2 separate regions of the Mus musculus genome follow, and region 2 is linked to region 1. A link is a contact called in public targeted proximity ligation data. All regions are on one chromosome and are shown on one strand. The core of a region is the stretch at or near the end of the contact, and the rest is flanking DNA. Distances in the headings are between cores, read along the strand shown. Region 1 holds the start of Btaf1 (B-TFIID TATA-box binding protein associated factor 1). Region 2 has its middle 25 kb from the start of Gm41842.

Region 1 (7,764 bases), core at 1,498-3,997:
GTCTGGCCAGGCCCATGTTCCTTAGCTCTGGGTAGCCAAATAGAGGGGCGTTCACACCCCTTACTAAGCACAAGCACCTTAGTCTTAACCCCTCCAACCACCATCACAGATCCCAAAGCACAATCTCTGGTAATCTGTCAAGCACTTGAGCCTGGCCAAGGTCCTGGCTTTGTAAGGGGGCAGCTCCCTCGCATTGAGAGGTCTTATAGGCAGGGACCATTGGTTCCAAGAACTTCAAGAGGTGGCTCTGGCTCAGGGACTGAGTGGAGCTGGTATCAAATCAGGGGAGTAAGGCAGAGTGTGTTTCTACAGCCACTATAAACTGGGGATATACATGGATCCTCAAGAAATGTATAGGTCTAGTAGTCAGTGCCATGCTTCTCAAAGTCAGCATGCCATAGAATTATAAATGTATTTCATTATAGAACACTGACCTAGAAGCTGGTGGGATCTGGTATCATAAGTGCTATAATGCACTAGATTTCTTTTCAATTCCATTATGTGTAACTTCAGACAACCATACTGTCAAAAATTGTGAACTAGTGTTATTTTCCCCACTCCACAGTTGAGGAATTAAGATACAGAAATTAAGTAACTCGTTCAAGGCTATGCTGTTAACAAAAGGAGTCATCAGAAATGGAGGTTTAGCTCAGAGTCGCACTGTGCCTAGCATGAGCCAGTCCCTGGACTCATCGGCTTAATGAGTAGGGTTGAGTGCTTATTCGGCAGTCATTTGGTTCAGTGCTGTGTGTTCCCATCTAGTCCCTACCAACTCCATCAGCACCATTATTTTCTTCACTTCCCAGATGTAGAAATGAAACTTAGTGATATTATAAAAGTTCTTTGGACACATAGTTGTTATGTGTTATGAGAAAGGACTTAAAAATGAGCCAGTTCAGCCAGGGTGGTGGTGGTGGTGGTGGCACACCACACTTTTAAATCCAGCACACACGAGGCAGAGGCAGGAGGTCAGGGCCAGGTTGGTCTACAGAGGGAGTGCCAGGACAGGCAGGGCTACACAGAGTAATTCTGTCTTTAAAAAACAAAAACCAAACCAACACAAAATGAAATCAAAGTCAGTAGTTAAGAGCACATGACTGGTCCAGAGTGCCTGAGTTCAATTCTCTCAGGAAGCTCCAACCACCTGTAACTTCAGCTCCAGGAATTTTAGATAGTCTCTGGCCCCCTGGCCTCTGTAGGCAGAAGCTACACACATACACATTTTTTAAAAATCTATTGCCTTTGGGGAAAAAAACCAAGTTGATAACAATAGGCCTTTCCTCTCTTCAAAGCTTTAGACTATATATATATGTATATATATATATATGTGTGTGTGTGTGTGTATACATACATATATATGTGTGTGTGTATATATGTGTATATATATATATATATATATACATATATATAGTTTTATTTATATGAGTACACTGTCCCTCTCCTCAGACACACCAGAAGAGAGCATCAGATCCCATTACAAATGGTTGTGAGCCACCATGTAGTTGCTGGGAATTGAACTCAGGACCTCTGGAAGAACAGCCAGCATTCTTAACTGTTGAGCCATCTCTCCAGCCCTGGACCTATATTTTTTGATACTAGGGAAAACATATAGAAAATGTAAACTAGATCATTTCTCTTGCTCAAAACACTCTTCTATACTTCGTATAGAACCCAAATCCTGGGCTTCTAGCCCCACCGTGGAAAAACATCACACTACTTTATAGCTTTGCCTTGTAATGTAAGGGGTAATGTTAGTCACCTGTGCAATACTTTAGCAAGTACTTAGTTCATCTTTTCCTATACAGATCTATTTTACAGTTCACCAAGTTCTTGTGAACTTTCCTGGGTTCATGACATCCCTCCCCACCTTCCACAACCTTTTACAGTGCTTCTCATCATACAGATGACAAGCAGACTCAAAGCCTGAGACATAACTTCTAAATAGGTAACAAGAAGCTAGTGGGCATGTTTTATAAGGAAGGGCGACAGGACAGGTGCTTTTGATGATTAATCTGTCAGTGGCCTATAAACTGGGCTTGCCGAAACTAGAGAAATACTAGTTTGACTACTGGCATTAAAAACAAATTCTAAGGCTATGGTAGTTTACAGAGGAGTGTTTGGCAGTGGAGGGACGGAAGGAGGAAAAGACGGGAAGAAGGGTGATAGGCCTAGGCAAAATCATTAGCAGTCCCTTCACCATTTATGCAGAACTTAATGGTAAATAATAGTAAACACACACTTGAGCCTCCTCCCACCCTCTTCCTCGCGGAACCACACTGCAAATTCTTGGCCCGGAGATTGCTTTGTAGCCCAGACTGACCCCCAATTTCACAATCTGCTGCCTCAGCCTCCCAGGTGCTAGGATTATAGGCCTGCACCACCCTAGCCAGCCCTCGGCAGTGTTTCCTTCTTGACTTCATCCCGCCCACAGCATCGCGACCTGGGCCGGAGTCTCCTTTCTCCAGTTTGTTCCTGTTTGGAAGCCGCCTAGCTGGGTAGTAGGGTCAGGATGGAGAGAGCACTTAGAGACCGAGGTTTGGAACTTTCGGAACTTTAGCTAGGTGATCTTTATCGCTCTCTGGAAGATCAAGACCTCTTTCCGTTTCTCCCATTAATCTTAAAGACTGGGAGCCGGGCTCCCGATCCACGCTGCCAACCCGCTCCCACTGCCGCGGGGCGCTGCTACATTCCGCTCGCCGGCAGGGAGTGGGGATGGGGGGGGGGGGAAAACGTGCCGGTGACGTCACTTCCGGCGTGCAGACGCTAAGTCCGGCGTGCCGGCGTCTGCGTCAGCAGAGAGCGGGGCTGGGGGCACCCGGTTTGAAGTGGTGCGGGTCAGAGCGGCGCCGCCTCCGCCCGTGTGTGGGACCCTGGTCGCTGCGGAGACGAGCTCCGGTGGCCGGCACATGCCGGAAGGCCCGTGCGGGCCGCTCCACGCCGCGCCGCCTGCCGCCCTGCGCCCGGCGGCCTGGGCCTGCGCCGCTCTGCTCGGGAAACGAACGCCGGAGCGGCGCGGCGTGTAGCTCCCTGAGAGTTCCGAACCGCCGGCGCCGGCCATGGCGGTCTCCAGGTGGGTGTCGCCGCCCGTCAGCTAACGGGGAGCGCGCGCGGGCGGGCGGGCGAGGCTGTCGGTCGGCTCCCGGCGCGACGGTGCGGGGCGTGAGCGCTGCTTCTCGTTCGCTCGCCCAGACTTCCGAGGCTTCCCTCGGCTGGCAGGCGCTTTGGGCTCGGGTTACCCGGAGAAGTCGGCTCACGAAGCGCTTTTTCTCCTGGTTAAATGTGACTCGGCGCGTTCGATCTGGCTTTTTTTTTTTTTTCTTTTTTCCTTTTTTCTTTTTTCTTCACCACGTTGCTCCTCTTTGGTTTCTCTTCCCTCTTTGAATTTCTAGGCGAGTTTCTTTTCTTTTTCTTTCGTAGTATCAAAGTCTGTTCCCAAACCACCATTTCACGGCAAAACTTGGTAGTAACTGTCGATGGAGGCGGGGGTTGAAACACTGTTATCTAAGAGACCATCTGGTTATGCTAAATTTTAAAAAAAATTTACAGCGTAACGGGTATAGTCTTGCTCACTTTTTTCTTGAGGTCTAATTCCTCCTTTTTGTTAAGCAGTAAGTATTCTGTCAATCAGCGTGTGGTCTTAAGCAGATGACTATTTTAGCATCTTTCCCCAAGCGTTATCACAGATCTTAAATTATTGTAAAATTTTGCCCACGTGGAAGAGTCTGGGAAAATTATGGAAAGACGTATAAACATTTAACTTGTGTAGCTTCTGATGATAGAATGAGTTGAAAACTTGGAAATGATTTTGGTGTCCCGCTGACGTTTAAGTCGTCGGGATGGTCTCTCCGTGTTTAGTCATTAAGAGTTACCAAAGTCCTTTAGGGATGATGAGATAATGAGAATTGAGTCCTTTCACCAAATGGACTGAGGGAGATAAATGACGAAAATAAACAGCTTTCACTAATTTTTCGAAATTAGTTGAACACATTCCTTTATGCACACTCTTATAAGGAAGGAGTAACCCAAGTCACACACTCCCTAGGTAACTGATGAAATAGTGTGTGGGAGAATCCCATGGGAGCTGAGTGAAGGGAGTTGCTAGGTACTGGTAGTAGGGACAGCTAATTTTTATTTCATAAGCAGACTTAGTGGGAGAAAGACTCTTATTTCAGCACCTATGAAACTGCTTTAAGAGAATACAAGTGGCATTTATTTCTGCAAGTACAGATAGATTTATCTTATAATTTATCTTCCATGTAAATGCATAAATATATACACCAGAAATATGTTGGTACATGAGCATGAGATTTAAAGTCTCTTTTCTGTCTTCTCTTTCTTCTTTGAGACAAGGGGCTCATGTAGCCCAGGCTAGCCTCGAACTCAGAAGGAGCTTTGGTTCTGGGATTAGAGATGTGGTGTTACCTGGCCTTCTCAGGGTTTTTTAATTTAAGGGAATTAGTACTTCCTTTCGTGAAGTAGGTTTATATTTGTACAATGTTGGAAAGCGTTATAGAGGCAAAATGATAGTGCTTTAAAAAAATTGATCTTTTTCGCTTAGCACTAATCTATAGATCCAACTTTTGAAAGAAAGAGTGGGCTTTAAAGGCTTTTGGTCCTCATGATCTGCTTTCAAAGAGAACTGCTGTTTGTTGTTCCTGTTTTTTTTTTTTTTTTTTTAAAACTCACTGCCATAATTAAAGCCAGCCACATTTTATAGAAGCTTCTTCCATGCTTAGTTTAGTAATCTAAATGTAAGCGAAGGCTTTGGATGCCTTGCTTGGGAGGAGGTATTGGACTTTTAAAAATATTTGTGGATTCAGTTTGAAAAACAAACTTTGTAGTTTCAGGTCTGATGTCATGCACTAAGCATAAGTCTGTGCTGAGTAAGCTCCATTTTTCTCTCGTTGCTATTGTGGAAGTGGGGATTCCTTTAAGTACTTTTATGTAAAATAGGCAGAATGTAGTTTGAGAAATGGAGATCGTGTGCCAGAATCAAATAAATACTTTTGCTCTGTTTATGTCAATGCCCATAACTGTAGAGAAACCTTATATTTTTAAGACCCCTTAACCTCACCCCACAAGGGTTACTCTGTGTAACCTTGGCTGTCCTGGAACTTGTTCTGGTTCTGTAGAGTACACTGGCTTTGAATTTAGAGATCCACCTGCCTCTGCCTCCTGAATGATGGGATTAAAGGTATGTGCCACCACTGCCCAGCATTTTAAGATTTTATAAACATTGGTACTGTTGCTCCTTCTTCTGTCCGGAAATCTGGAGTAGTCTTCCTGTCTTTTTCATTTCCTCTTATCTAGCCAGTCACTAGGTCCAATCCTGCCCCACCTTTCTAAGCTTCCTGCAGCCCCTCTTTCTGACTTTCTATAATTGACGCGTTATCCAAACTCCAAACGTCTAGTCCAAGACATCTGCAATAGGTGAGGGGGCGTACACGCACTCTTACACACACACTCAACAACACAAACTTTTTTCTTCCTTTCTTCCCTCTTTTTCTTTCATTTTTTTTCTTTCTTTCTTTCTTTCTTTCTTTCTTTCTTTTTTTTTTTTTTTAAAGGAAAGGGGTTTTATTTTGGCTCAGTTTGAGAGTAAAGTTGGTCATGGTTAGGAAGGCGTGTGGGAACATGAGACAGTTGGACACACTGCATCCACAGTTAGGAAGCAGAAAGAAATGCTCTCTTTAAAAAGTTTTGTGTGGCCAGGCATGGTGGCACAACGCCTTTAATCCTAGCACTCGGGAGGCAGAGGCAGGTGGATTTCTGAGTTCGAGGCCAGCCTGGTCTACAAAGTGAGTTCCAGGACAGCCAGGGCTATACAGAGAAACCCTGACTCAACCCCCCCAACCCCCCCCAACAAAGTTTTGTGTGAGGGGCTGTTGAGATGGCTCAGTGATTAAGAGTGCTGACTGCCCTTCCAGAGGTCCTGAATTCAATTCCCAGCAACCACATGGTGGCTCACAACCATCTGTAATGGGATCTGATGCCCTCTTCTGGTGTGTTTGAAGACAGCTACAGTGTACTCATATACAAAAAATAAATACATAAATAAATAAGTATAACCGCCTTCACCTGCAGCAGCAGCAGCAGCAGGAGGAGGATCTGACCAGCTCACAGCAGCTTTTTTCTTTGTACTTGTTCTTGTTGGCATCTCCAAATTATTTATCACTTCAGTCATGTTATTTGCTAATATGCAATTTTTTTTTTTTTTTTTTTGAGACAGGGTTTCTCTGTATAGCCCTGGCTGTCCTGGAACTCACTTTGTAGACCAGGTTGGCCTCGGAACTCAGAAAGCCACCTGCCTCTACCTCCAGAGTGCTGGGATTAAAGGGATGAGCCACCACACCCGGCACAAATTTTAATTAGATTATTTTTCTGCCTATATCTGGCTAGCTTTCTGTTGCCTTAAGATGAGGTCCAAATTCCCAAGCTTCTTGTAGATCTTTTGGTTCTTGCATCTTGCATCAAGTTCTCTGCACTTACTGTCCTCCCTCCCTTCTGTCCTCCTTTCCCAGAATATTTTTACTTCCCATTTTTTTGTATCTAGCACAATTAATCTTCTCATCTTGTCTGTCTTTCTTGTTACAGTTTGAGTTGTGCCTAAATGCCTACACATCACACTTTGTTGGAAGTCTTCTTCCAACACCTGTGCTATTTGCAGTGGTGTGTTTTTTTTTTTTTTTTTTTTTTTGTCTCACAAAGTATCACACTTAGTAGCTGGCTGCTTAATTGTTCCCTCTTTTGCTGAATTAATAAATTCTGTTTGGGACAGAAATGTGTCTTGTCTTTCCATCTTGAGCAGTGTGTCTGGTTTTTAGGAGCCATTCAGTGCAATTTATTTTTTATTGTCTTTTTCTTATTGGAGACAGGAGTCTCAATGTAGTGCCTAAGCTATTCTTTTTTTCATTTTCCCATAGCTGAGACCACAGGAATTTGTCACTTTCTCAGTGAGTGTTTCCTAGTTCAGCTGTAGGTTTTTGCTTGGTCATACTGGGGATTGAACTCAGGAACTTACAAATGCCAGCCAAATATTTTACCACTGAACTATAATTCTAGTTTTGGTGTTGTGAGGTAGACTCTGGATATGCATTCCAGGCTGGCCCGCAACTATATTATCAGCCTGTCCTGCCTCTGCTAGGTTTATAGGTACACTAAAGAACTGACACCTGCCGGGTGTGGTGGGCACGCCTTTAATCCCAGCACTGGGGAGGCAGAGGCAGGTGGATTTCTGAGTTCGAGGCCAGCCTGGTCTACAAAGTGAGTTCCAGGACAGCCAGGACTACACAGAGAAACCCTGTCTCGAAAAACAAAACAAAAAAGAAAAAAAGAAAAAAAAAAAGAACTGACACCTAACTATGCTTTTGTTGTTGTTGGGAAGGACATTTACTTTAGCTTTGCATATTTCTAAGTATATTCTGTATTTATGAATATATATATAGGTATATATAAGTTCATATTTATGTGTGCTTATAAACAGTCTAATGATTATTCTTTTAAAATATTTATTTTTATAGTTTTAATTATGTATATGTGAATGCCTCTATGTGAGGTATGCATGTGAGTGCAGGTTACCTTGGAGGCCAAAGACATCAAATTCCCTGGAGCTGGGTTTACAGTTTATTGTGAGTGGCCTAACATGGGTTCTGGGAATCGAACTCAAGTCCTCTGGAAGAAAAGGAAAGAGTTCTAAACTGCACTCCAGCTCAGGATCGTGTGTGTGTCTGTGTGTGTGTGTGTGTGTGTGTGTGGTGTGCTGTG
Region 2 (7,764 bases), core at 2,548-5,047, 600 kb after region 1:
CATGTCTATGTGAGACTTACCCTTACTTCCACTGCAAACAGCAATGCCACATTGTAACTACCTACTAGGTGTCAGACACATCACATCACCGCCTCAATTAATCCTCAAGAAAATCTTGTACTATGGGAATTGTTTGCACTTTTACAGGACAGGAAACTGAGACATGAAGAAATTCAACAGCTTGCCCTATATTACACAAACTACTAAGTGGAGAGACGGTGACTGTCTTTCCCAAAGCTTGTGTGCCTTCCATCACATTCATGACTACCAAAATACTTTTTATTCACAGTTAAATTTCCTGAACAATGGGGGAGGGGCAGCAGTTAACTCTATGGGTCTTTGGTGTTTGGTGGGATCTATTTTTATAGACAAGGTTTGCCTATAATAATAGGTGGTGACTGACTGTGAGAGCTTTGGATTCAGCCTGGGCTGTCTCCTACTGCGTGTTCAATAGCCATCTATAGAGTGAAGACACATATACCTTCCTCTTGGGAGCATTGGAAAGAACTAATGAAATATCATTCGTCAGGAATCAACCCCAGTTGTCAGATGTGGCAGTGTACCCTTGTAACTTCAACACTCAGAAAGTAGAGGCAGGAGAATAAGGAGTTCAAGGCCAGCATCAGAAGGCAGCCTTGGGTACATGAAGCCCAGTTTCAGAAGCAAAACCAAAAAATCCATCCTAATTATTTGGGGAGAGGAAAGGGCCTTTGAGGAGGCAGAGGGAGAGTATGTGTGTGTGTGTGTGTGTGTGTGTGTGTGTGTGTGTGTGTGTAGTCTGACTGTCTAAACGCTTGGTATATGAATATGAAAATGGTATGATTCTGTATAACTAATATAAATATAGTAAAAAATTTAAATCTTCCCAAAATACCCATCCACTGATAAATGTCTAAATGGGACCTGATATATCCATATGATGGAATACTACCTGATAATAAAAGAGAATGAATTCTGCTGCAGGCTACAATATGAATGAGCCTTGATAATATGCCAAACGAAAGAAGCTAGACACAGGGAGACAGACATACTTTATTCCATTTCATATCAAGTCTTCGGAATAAGAATAATCAGTAAAATCAGAAAGTAGGAGTGTGGTTGATTAGTTGGAGATAGGGGCTGCTAATTTCGGGTGGAGGTGATAGGCAGACAATTAAGGCATATGAGCTATTGGCTGCACAGCTCTGTGTATCTGTTAAAGTCCACAGAAGCATACACTATTATTGGGTGAGGTCCAAGGTATATGAATTATATCTCAGTAAAATGGTTAAGGAGCAGAATGAATCTCAAATGTTCCACCCACCATCAGCTGTGGGAGGCTGGACACACAAAAATTCCTAGGAATTCCTTTATATAATGAAACTTGGTTGAAGGAATTTGCAAAGGACCTCAGAGAGCTGATGTGTGAAGTTGTAGGGGGATTTTCCTGTCACTTTCTGTCACAAAGGCCCTTCTTGCTTTTGCTTGAACTGTGAGGCTGTGTAAGCCATGTTTCCTTGGAACCTGGCCTTGGAGGTCCAGAAGAAAGGAATATTTTCTCCAGTTTGTCAGTCAGAGAAGGGAGCTGAATGGCAGCTCTTGCATCTCCCCCAGCCGAGATGGCCAAAATCACAATCAATACAACATAATGCTGACCCTGCGGATCAAACACACTGATTTACTACCTCTACCAAATTTTCACTTTGATCATAGCATTTTAAAACGTGGACCTGTAAGTTGGGATGTAGTGCTTACCAAGCATGCAGGAGGGTCTTGATCTGAACAAAACAAAACAAAACAAACAAACAAATAATAAAATTCAGATCTGAGTCCCTTAGCATATCCCTACAGTGTTCCCAAAGAATTTGTCTATCTGTGTCTTGAGAGATTTAACATGTCTTCATGGGGATGCATAAATTCCTCTGCAGGTGATTGAAAGAGCGTAGAAATGTGGACGACATGTTCAAATAGACTAGCGTGTTTTTAACTGAGTGCTGGTCAGATAATTACATCTACAATCTATAGGTGCGAAACAGATTGTAGCCCTCAAACAAAAAAGGCAAGTTCATTGACTGAATTCATACGTGTTTATTGTCCTTTTCTGTACTGTATTAGTGTCTTTAACTGGCTAGACAATCATAAATTTTTTTTAACTCTCAGTAAATCTTATCAGTACCCAAATAATGGGATCCGTGTTTACAAGCCGGTGATTGTGTTCACCTTTGATAAAGACTACAGACGGTCAATAAATGCGGAGACATTTACATGGCCGGTAGGAGCCTAACTAAACTATCTAATCTTTGAAAAGACAGCCAACACAATGAACTCCGAAGTTAATCCCTTCAAATACTAGAGAGACAGGTTAGTGCTTAAACTCAAATCACTCTGCACTGAAGAAAATACCCATTAAGGCTTTTTTTTTCCCCTTTGACTCCCAGAAAAGAATCCCGATTGCAGTTTGCTCTCTGAAGGCAGGTCTTTATCATCCACATTCAGTGACTTCTAGGACCTGAGCTTGGGAAGGGGGGTGGCTATTAACGATTGTATGAATGACCTCGACAGTCTTTGACAACTTTAAAACTTCACAAGAACATTTCTCTTTCATTTCACAGAAGCAAAACACATTACTTTCTGATTCATCTCTCTTAGTCAAGGAAGCAAGCTTCCACGTGTTTAGAGTTCCTGGATATTATAGTACTTTATTTATTGCTTGGAGAGTCTTAAGAAGAGGCTGGACTGAAAGACTATGAATTAACCCAGTGGTCCATATTACCTAAAAAGGAGAAAAGTTTAAAAACCCTGACCAGATGCTTTGAAGAAGGCAGATTATGAATATCTGGGTCAGAGACATCAATTCAGATACTAAAAAAGAAAAAAATTTGAGTTTTCTGTGAAGGAGTGAGGGAGGGAAAGAAAAAGACACACACACACACACACCACACACACACACACACCACACACACACACACACAGAGAGAGAGAGAGAGAGAGAGAGAGAGAGAGAGAGAGAGAGAGAGAGAGAGAGGAGACAGAATCCCCATCTTGGGTATACAGGCAATCCGGAAGGCTCAGCCTTGTTACCCACTGAACTTCCAGGATACTGGGCTCGAGAGCAAAGCCACACTGTGGGCTGCAGAGCGCTGACGTCCTGTTCTCCACAGGTAATGAGGATATTCTGGCTGGCCTGGCACTTAGCCATGCCAGGAAGCCCGCTGGAATCTTGACTTTGTGGATTAAGAAATGGCAGGAAGTTTACCAACGTCCGGAGTTCAGGAGCACAGCTTTGCCCTCAGGTCAGCAGTGGGAAGTCTTGGATGAAGGCTAACATGCTTATTTTTGCATAAACTTTGAACTCACTCTGATAGGCTATCGGTAAGTGGGTAGATTTGGTATGGGGAGGGATGGTTCGGGGGACACTAACAGACTTGCAACTTCAGAACCGCACGTTCATTGACTCAGCTCTAATGTCGCAGTCACCCACGGATACTCCTAGCCCGAGTCACCCCCTTGGCCTCGTGACCCTACTCATTTTGTTGGACTAGACGGAGCCTTTGTTCAAGTAGACTTTCTCTACCCTAGTCCCACAGCCGAACAAAGCTGGAACATGGCACAAAGCCAAGCTGGGCCTGGCTTTGTTCGATTTTGTTGTTCTTTTGTTCTTTCTCTGTGTCTCTGTCTCTATCTCTGTCTCTCTCCTTTCTGTCATGGACAGGGTCTCCTGTCGGTGAGGTCAGCTTCAAACTCTATGCTCTCCTGCCTCCATCTCCCAAATGCAGGGCTTCTGGGCAAGCGCTGGACATCTGGTCTCATTCTGGATCCCTTATCTCTATGGCCCTTCTGGCTTCTCAGCTCTTGCCTTGTATATTTCTCTAGGCCCTTATCTGTTGTTCTGTTGTGAGTGGATTATTTTATACCTTTATTTTTCTTCTCTTCCCACCTCATTGTTACAAGGACCTTGCTTCCTGTCTACTGAGAAAATAAAGTCAGCAGAAGGAAACTTCCATAGGTTTCCACAACCTTATAGATCCACTGACCAACATTTGGGTTCATAGACTATATTCTCTCTCTCTCTCTCTCTCTCTCTCTCTCTCTCTCTCTCTCTCTCTCTCCCTCCTTATTTTGTCTCCTTTAACTCCCCTCATCTACAGAAACTGCTCTTGTAAGACAGCCACTGCAGTGGAGTTTTTCATCTTGAGGTAACCTGAGATTTGAACCCACCCTTAGGATAGGAAGTAGAAGGATAGGCGTAGCCTGGTTGTCTAGTGACTTGGGGGGGGGGGCAGACAAGACCTAGCCTGCATTAGTCACATCTAGAAGTGTTTGTGAGTTTTCAATTAACAATATAATTTGTACTGAATAGAAAATTTGGTATAAAAGTAATGAGACTAAACGTATAGGTGTTCACTAAAGAGAAAGTTCATTACACCCAGGTTCTGAGGATGAAAACATTGTTACTATGCTCAGTTTCATTTACTGAGATGACATCATCACCATCATCATCATCATCACCATCATCACCACCATCATCATCACCATCACCACCACCATGATCATCACCATCACCACCAGACACATTTCTGTGCAACACAAACTTCAGATCTCTACAAAGGCCATTACTACTCTACTGCGAGAGCAAAAGAACCAGAAGGTTTTCTGAGGAATCAGAATTTGGCCAACGTGATATTGACCTATATTTGGACTTTTAGACTTATTTTTTTTTTAAATTGTTTGTATGCATGAGTGTTTGTGTGGAGGGTTGTGCACATGAGTGCAGGTGCTCCCAGAAGCCAGAAGAGGACACTGGATCCCCTGGAGCTGGAAATAAGAGGCTACTCTGAGCTGCAGGATTGAATTTAAGGGTTCTCTCTCTACACAAGCGGTAGATGCTCTTAGCTGATGAGCCATTTCTCAGCCCTGAAACACAGTCTTTTTTTTTTTTTTTTTTTTTTTTTGATACAGAGTTTCTCTGTATAGCCCTGGCTGTTCCTGGAACTCACTTTGTAGACCAAGCTGGCCTCAAACTCAGAAATCCTCCTGCCTCTGCCTCCTGAAACACAGTCTTAAACCTTAAATTTCACTTCCACCTCCAAGGCTATTTATTAACTGTAAGCCTAGTTATAAAGAGAGACTAGTTATAGGTGTGGAGAGATAGTTCCAAGATCTTTGTTCTGTGAAATTCAGGTCAGGGCATGTGGACACGGCTCACCTTTAAGATGACTTCTGATTGGTGGAAAGATCATGTTGCTTCAAATGCTGCCACTCACACTAGCTTAAATAATATATGCGTTTTTATTAACTATTTGAGAGCTTCTTACAATGTATATTGATCATATTCACTCGGCTTCTTACTAACTCCTTCAAAATCTCCCATCTCGATATGTGTCCTTGTAGATGTGTGTATATTTATTTATTTGATAATTTAATAATCCATCAACTCAATCATGTGCTATTAATTTATCCTTCTGGGTGTGGGGCCATCCACTAGAGTGTCACATTGGTTTTGGAAAGCCATTTAAACCCAACGTTTCTTGATAGAATGGGAATTTCATGGAGGGTGGGTGTCAGGGCTGCTGAGAGGAAAGACTAAGGAGCGAGCAGCAGGCTTGGCTGACATTCTACAAACACTTGAGCGTTTTGAAACGTGCTCACTTTCTGCAAAGGTTACTGTCAAAATACCGCACTTCCTCAGCGAGCCCCTGTATGCCCACACACTGATTGTTTTAGGATGTGACCAACTTCTGTGGAGTTGAGCTCGTTGGCTTCATTTTTCCCTGCAACGTTTCCTCCGTACTCATTGATTTCCATGGCTACACGATGATTGCTTCCTGAGAAACAAAAGAACACATGTGTTTAGAAGCGAAAAGGAAACATACAGATCACCTATTGAACCTCAGCCCTGGAGAGCCCCGAATAAATGGAAACTTTTCTTTCTTTCGGGGTGTGTTTGAGGCAGAAAGGATCTCAACAGTCATTCTCTTAAGTTTTACTCTCCAATTGTTGTCCTTGGGAGGGGCCAGACTCTGTCAGGGACTGCAAACCAAACTGACTCCCACAAGTTCTGTAGGATAGGCTGTCCGCAGAATCAACATTTCTGAGCAGTTGCAGATCTGGAGAAAATGATAGCGGGTAATGGGAAACTTGAAGAGATAAAGGGTAGTGAAACCTATTGTGGTCAGGCATGTCTGCAATCCCAGCATGCATAGGGCTGAAGCAAAAAGATCATATTCAAAACCAGCTTGAAGTATTGTGAGAGCTATCAAAAAAATAAAATCAGCTAAATAAGTTATTCTGTCAACAAACCAACCAAAAGACAACAGCATGGTGCAGGAAGAGATAACTCACCATTTGAACTGATTTTATTTTATTAATTGAGGATATCAACAAACATTCACAAAGACTTCCATGTGTGAAGTCCTGTTCTAAATGCTCTGAGAACAAAGGTGAAAACACCTAGAGATGAAAAAAATTTAGCCGGGCATGAGGGCACACACTCTTAATCCCAGCACTCTGTGAGTTCGAGGCCAGCCTGGTCTACAGAATGAGTTCCAGGACAGCCAACGCTACACAGAGAAACCCTGTACTAAAGGAAAAGAGAGAGAGAGAGAGAGAGAGAGAGAGAGAGAGAGAGAGAGAGAGAGATCCTGTACTAAAGGAAAAGAGAGAGAGAAACCCTGTACTAAAGGAAAAGAGAGAGAGAGAGAGAGGGAAGAGAAGAGAAGAGAAGAGAAGAGAAGAGAAGAGAAGAGAAGAGAAGAGAAGAGAAGGAAGGAAATTCTTAGTTTAGTATTCCAGATACAGCCTCTGAGTCTTGTCTAAATATTCTCTGTACAATTTGGGACCTGTAATGGCTTTGAGGAGAGGTCAGGGCTGTGCGTGATGAGCCTTGAACACACAGAAATTCATTGACTAAAGTAGACATTTCGAAGCCTGCTCTGAATAACAGAAACTGCATCCACCAATACCTGCAGACACTCAGGGGAGAGCTGGAAACCAGAGCTTGGCGGAGACCGACTTGGAGAGGGAGAGTCAGGTGAGGACCTCCTTGCTGGGGACATTACTGTTAGCAAGTGGGTGTTCAGTGCATGGAGAGGGCTTCAAGAAGAGAGGAGAGAAGCAGAATACAGTAGTTATGGGCAGATCTGTGTTCAAATTCTGCTTCTGGGGTTTATAGATGGATCCTTCTAGCTAGTGTGTGTGTGTGTGTGTGTGTGTGTGTGTGTGTGTGTGTGTGTGCATCACTGATATTGACTGCAACTGGACCCCATTCCTCTAGCTCAAGCTGAAACAAAGGAGATCTTTGTCTACTGGTGTAGTCAGGGTTTCTCAAGGACTTGGAGCACAGTAGAGGTTTCAATTGTTTTATATATATATATATATATATATATATATATATATATATATATACACAAAAATGTGTGTATATATACACATATATACAAAAATGTGTGTGTATATATTTTATATATATGTATATATGATGTGTATATATATTATGTACACACACACACACATATACACATATATACATATAGTTATTTTTTTTTTAAAGATTTATTTTATTGATTATATGTAAGTACACTGTAGCTGTCTTCAGACATTCTAGAAGAGGGAGTCAGATCTCGTTACGGATGGTTGTGAGCCACCATGTGGTTGCTGGGAATTGAACTCCGGACCTTCGGAAGAGCAGTCGGGTGCTCTTACCCACTGAGCCATCTCACCAGCCCACATATAGTTATTTTGTGACAAAGTCTTAATGTATATTCCAGGCTAGTTTTGAACTTGTTA

Evidence for each region.
Region 2: a targeted proximity ligation map of pancreatic cancer cells shows a contact between it and region 1. A contact is called at or near these places in 2 of 39 promoter capture datasets (erythroid cells and liver), 4 of 130 datasets of targeted methods (bone marrow-derived dendritic cells, large pre-B cells, microglia and 1 more) and 1 of 9 other capture datasets (macrophages).

What each region holds. Positions count from the first base shown.
Region 1 is chr19:36,923,332-36,931,095 of GRCm38.p6, forward strand. Btaf1 (B-TFIID TATA-box binding protein associated factor 1) reads left to right here and starts at 2,748. Exons shown (of 38, transcript NM_001080706.1): 1 at 2,748-3,070. The coding sequence starts at 3,057.
Region 2 is chr19:37,517,789-37,525,552 of GRCm38.p6, forward strand. No RefSeq gene overlaps it. Among named protein-coding and RNA genes, the nearest start is that of Gm41842, 25 kb to the right of the region's middle.